Regions from separate parts of the Sus scrofa genome. Here region 2 is linked to region 1. The links are chromatin contacts, called in public Hi-C maps. All regions are on one chromosome and are shown on one strand. The core of a region is the stretch at or near the end of the contact, and the rest is flanking DNA. Distances in the headings are between cores, read along the strand shown. Region 1 holds the start of AACS (acetoacetyl-CoA synthetase). Region 2 holds the start of PPP1CC (protein phosphatase 1 catalytic subunit gamma).

Region 1 (2,603 bases), core at 69-2,568:
CAGTGGTGTTGAGGGGGAGGGAAGAAAAGCAGGAAGCAGGAAAACGAACCTGTGTTCAGAGAAGAGGAAATGAAAGCCCCAGAGGAGGTGCTGGCATTGGGGGGGAAAGGGAGTGATGGAAGAAGCCAGAATCACTGGAGTCCCTGGTGCCAGCGGAGGGGGCGAGAAGGGGAGGAAAGGGTCCTAATAGGTGAAGACCCCAGAGGCCGGGGGTACCCAGGAGGTAGGTGGACAAGCCAGGTAGAGCTGGGAGAAAACTTCTCACCCAGGTCCACACCCAGCCCGGTGGCTCCTGACACCAGGGTGGGAGTTGGAAGGGAGGCCCTGGCCCAGGTTCCATTCAGGGTAGGTATATAAACATGTGAGGGGATTTCCACCTGGATCCCAAAGACAGAACCCTAGCTGACCATCCTTCTCCTAGGGGCCTGGAATCCAGGCTGGCCTTCTAGTGGGGTCAGCCTGGTGGGGTACGAGAGGGCAGCCCAAGGTACCAATGGCTGGCAGGTGACCCCCTCCCTCCACCAAGAGACCAGAAAATCTAAAGTCAGAAAGACCCTGTGTCAGGGAGAAGCCCCCCCAGGCTGGATGGCAAGACCCCAGGGAGCTCCCCACTTTACAGATGAACACTTAGCAAGGGACTTCTCGGTCTACAACGGTCCCAAGGCCCGAGGGGCGATCCTGCCAGGGAGATGGATGCTGCAATGAAGAGAAAAGGAAGTGAGAGCCCGCACAGACAAGGGGGCAAAGCCCCACAGTCAGAAGATGCGCTACACCCTGAAGAGGGGCCCCCATCTCCAATGGCTCCTCCAGGCCTCAGAGTAGGGAAACTGGAAATCAGGAGTCCAACTCCAACTACGAGGTGGGGTCCTGACATCAACGCTCAGGCATAGGAGGCGCCCCGGACCCCAGGAGGAAGGTCCTTCTGCCAAGGTGGTTCCTTGGACCCCTTGGGTGGAAGCCGATTTCTGGAAGCTCCCGGCCCCCAGAACACGCGCCCTGCACTCACCCAGGGCCAGGCCGCAGACGGCGCCCGCGGCCTCCCGAAAGCTGTCCATCTGCGTGTTCTTCTTGCTGTCAGGCTCCCACATCACCTGGCACTCCAGGATCTCCTCCTGCCCGGCCCGCGTGTCCTTGGACATGGCTGCGGCAGGGACGCCGCGGCTGCGCTGGGACGGGAGACCGGACCGGGGACGGCGGCTGACGCTGGGGTGCGAGACTACTGGCTGAGCTGCTCTGCTGACTGAAAGCAACTGCAGCGGGCGCGACCACCCGGTAGGACACCCGGGGAGCCCCGCCCCCTCCAGGCCCCCCCTCTGTAGGCCCCACCCCTCTCGAGGTGTAACCCTCCGCGGGAGTCGCGCCTCGCAAAGGAGTGCTGCCGCCGCAGGACTGAAATCTTCATACACCGGCCAGGTGTCTGCGCCCGCTCCGTGGGCACAGGCTCCCCAACATCGCCTGGAGCGTGGAGGGGTTAAAGCAGCGCTAAGTCTCTGATTGGAAACCACCATCCATCACCTTGATTCTGGACTGGCCTGGTAGAGCCTGTTATTCAGTAGCTGCTGGAAATAGAAGTCTATCAGCTTCTTACCCCAGAAGTTCTTCTCGCCCTTCCCTTGAGTCCCACTTCCTGACTCCTTTGTTAGAACTTGGGCAAAATCAGTTTTCCGCTACAACCTGTCTAAGCTCCAAGACTGCTTATTTAAGCCAGCGGCAGGTCTTTGTTCTACTTTCCAAAATATCTCCATGCATATGCAGACACTTAAAGAAGTCTATCTATGTAAACTTATATATGGGTATCTATAGATACGAATCCTGTATAGGTCAGATATATAGGATACATATATATTCACATACAGCATATACATATAAATGGGGATAAGTAAATGATGGAAGAGTCAGCCAATGGACTGTGCCAAGTTTGCTGAGTTAACCAGGCCAAAGAGCTGGTGGAGGATTTTTCTGGCTTTGCTGGTGTGGTTGCCTCGGTCCTCCCTGCCCACCCATGGGGCTGTGGAAATCGGGTGGATGGTACGTACCTAGGAGGAGATGGTACGTACCCCAAGTGATGTGTCAAAGTTCAACCTCTCCACTTCCTCTCCAGCCCCAAGGGGAGAGCAGAGGAGAAAATATGGCAACAAGTCAAGATCTTCAACAGGAATAGAGATAAATAAATGGTGGGGAGTCATCGGATGGAATCCATGGGCAACATGGATGGAACCCGTTCCTCCGCGGTGACCCAAGCCATTGCAGTTGGATTCTTTTTTACAGCCACAGCTGCTGCATATATAGGAGTTCCCAGGCTAGGAATGGAATCGGTGCTGCACCTGCCAGCCTACACCAAAGTCACAGCAACATCCCATCTTAGCCATTTCTGTGACCCATGCAGCAGCTCACAGCAACGCTGGATCCTTTAACCCATTGAGCAAGGCCGGGGATTGAACCTGCATCCTAATGGGTTCTTTCTCTTTTTTTTGCCTTTTCTAGGGCTGCTCCTGCGGCATATGGAGGTTCCCAGGCTAGGGGTCAAATCGGAGCTGTAGCCCCTGGCCTACACCAAAGCCACAGCAACAATGGATCCGAGCCGTGTCTGCAACCTACACCAC
Region 2 (2,603 bases), core at 76-2,575, 3.9 Mb after region 1:
TGACCAACTGTTCATGCTCTCGACTCCATCTCCCACAACATTTACAGCAGTATTTTAGAACTGCACAAAGGCAAAAACCAGTTAAAAACTCGGCCAAACCTACATTATCAAGAACCCGAATCAGGAAAGATTTGAATTCTTTCAAAGTTTGGAATTAGACATCAGTATTAATAGGTGGGCTCTGGAATTTGGGGGTAGTGGGGAATGATTTCACTTCAGCGTCCCTCCTTAAAATCCCTACTTCATCTGTCACCCATATCAATATGAATCAACTGTCAGACACCTCACGAGTCTTAGGTCACCCAATATTAAAGATTTATTTTAACCTCTGCTTAACCACTGGACACCTCCTTCCTTCACACACAGGCTGACTTGAATGAATTCTTGCTCCTGGATGTCTGGGTTTTAAACCTGTCACCGTGTGACCTTGGTAAAGTGACTTCTCTTAGTTTCCTCTAAAAAAAAATAGGAAAAAAAGAGCACCTATCTCATAAGACTGTTGGGAGAATTACAAGAAATCTGTGTAAAGTGCTCCAAAAATGCCCGACACATAGTAAACACTGGCTAATACTAAGATTGTATTTATCAGATGAACGCAAAGCGCTTAACACAGAGAATGGCACACTGGAAAGATTCTAACGAAACTGTCACCGCTGCTGGCTGCACGGTTCGGAGGCACGTTCAGAAAAGAGCGCGGAGACCTCAAGGTAAGAACAACTTTAAAAAAGTGTTTGGGAAGAGTAGGAGATGGGATTCAACATCCTCTTGAGATTTGAACGTTCGTCACCAAGTAACAAGAAACGGGCCAGTGGACCCCAACCTCACAAAAAATAAAAATGAGAAGCAAAGAAATTAGTCCTCAAGCCCGGGAGGATCCATAGCCCCATCACATTGCTTTCCGAGAGGAGGAGTTACCAGAAAGTTCGGAACATTTCTTCTTGCAGAATGGACTGGGGCCCCCCAATCTTCTCCGAAGATTGGCCGGGGTTGCGGGGCGCATGGGGGGCACGTACCGGAAACGTGGGGGTGGGGAGCGGAGTTTTCAAATTTCACGGCCAGGAGAAAGGCTGCACCCTCGTGCAATGAATGAGCGGAGCTGGAGGGTCCGCGGATTAGGCCAAGAGCGGGACCACGGGCGGCCTCCCTCCGGCTGCAGCCCCCGGCTCGGGGGCGAACTCGTGGGGCTCACTCCCCTCGGCGCTGCAAGCCCAAGAGGCCTCCCAAATCCCCCACCCTCGCGAGTTCCCGGAGCCGCCCGCCGCCCCCTTCACCTTCCAGCAGCCGTTGGATGATGCTGTCGATGTTGAGTTTATCTATATCCGCCATCGCCTTCCCACCGCCGACCCTCCCGTAGCGGCGCCGCCACCGGCTCGCGCCCGGGATTCACGCCTCCTTTCCCACGCCACGAGCACAGAAATGGTGGTGGCGGCGGTGGCAGAAGCCGCGGCGGGTCCCCCCCAACCGCCCCGCTCCCTGCTTCCTCCTCTCTCCCTACTGGAACCACGAGAAGAACAAAATGGCCGCCGACTCCTTAGCCAGCCTCGGGCGGCGCACGAATGCGCGCGGGGGAGTGCAGCGGCCCGGCCGGGACTTCTTTATGGGCCACAGGGCACGCGGGAGGGGGCGGGATCAGGGCTCGGGAAGGAGGCGGGGCCAGAGCGCGGGAAGGGGGAGGAGACAGTTGAGCACAACCGCGTTCGCGCGCGGAATCCTTCCGCCAAACGGGCTGAGCAAATAGGTCCTGTGGCGGGAGCGTGAGTTGCAAAGTCGCACGCGGGAGTTGTGGCCTGGGGTGAAGCTGCAGTTGTGCGCCCAAAGATTCGGCCTCCGCAGGACGCTGTTCATTGGGGCCAGATGTTTGCGGACCTGGCCATGTGAAAGCCCATGGAGGGAATCCGGGGGTGCTGGAATTTCCCCTAAACATAAATCTGGGGTAGAGGTGAAGAGGGAGAATAATAAAGAGAAGTAGGGTGACTTTTTTTGGAGTCAGATTTGCTGGGATTTGGGGGTAAGGGGAAGGCTTGATAACTAGGAAAAAAAGTCGTCTCTCAGATAAATAAAAATGTTAACAGTTACTCATTTTGAGTGGTGGATTTCCACCTGTATTTACAGGTATTTATATGTACAGTTTTTTTGGGGGCGCTCTCAAACTTTGGGGGAATTTTTTTAAAAAATCTTGAAAAAATTAATCATCCCTATCTTTGGATTATCTTTCTAGAATTCGGGAAGTTATATAATCATCGGAACGGTTACCCTGATTCTAGGCAGAACGAAGGTGAGCGAGCGTTCACCTTCAAATAAAGGGAGAATTTGCAGATTTCGCGCGTCCGAGCTCTTGGCCAGAAGAGAGCAAGTGTTTGCGGGCGGGTCCTGATTTCTGCAGATACCCCGGGAAACTTTGGCCCTTTTCCTTCGGCTTCCCAGTCTCCCCAAGGGCATCGCTCTCCAGCCCCCCCCTCCCGCCCCCCGCCTCCCCGCCTCCCCGCCGGGGGGTGCCTGTCGCCTCTAGCTAGGTTTGAAAGCGCTTGCCTACACATCTGCTCTCTTGGGTCCTGTCCTTTTCTTTAACTGCTTTTTCATACAACGCTTCACAGTTTGCAAAG

Evidence for each region. A called contact is a pair of places that touch in the nucleus more often than the background predicts.
Region 2: a contact with region 1 is called in a Hi-C map of liver, with 15 times the contacts expected there. The contact joins the promoter of PPP1CC here to the promoter of AACS in region 1. A contact is called at or near these places in 2 of 47 Hi-C or Micro-C datasets (heart right ventricle and liver).

Annotation. Positions count from the first base shown.
Region 1 is chr14:28,167,943-28,170,545 of Sscrofa11.1, forward strand. It overlaps AACS (acetoacetyl-CoA synthetase), which reads right to left and starts at 1,319. Exons shown (of 18, transcript XM_021072487.1): 1 at 1,007-1,319. The coding sequence starts at 1,139.
Region 2 is chr14:32,089,942-32,092,544 of Sscrofa11.1, forward strand. It overlaps PPP1CC (protein phosphatase 1 catalytic subunit gamma), which reads right to left and starts at 1,326. Exons shown (of 7, transcript NM_001044560.1): 1 at 1,272-1,326. The coding sequence starts at 1,326.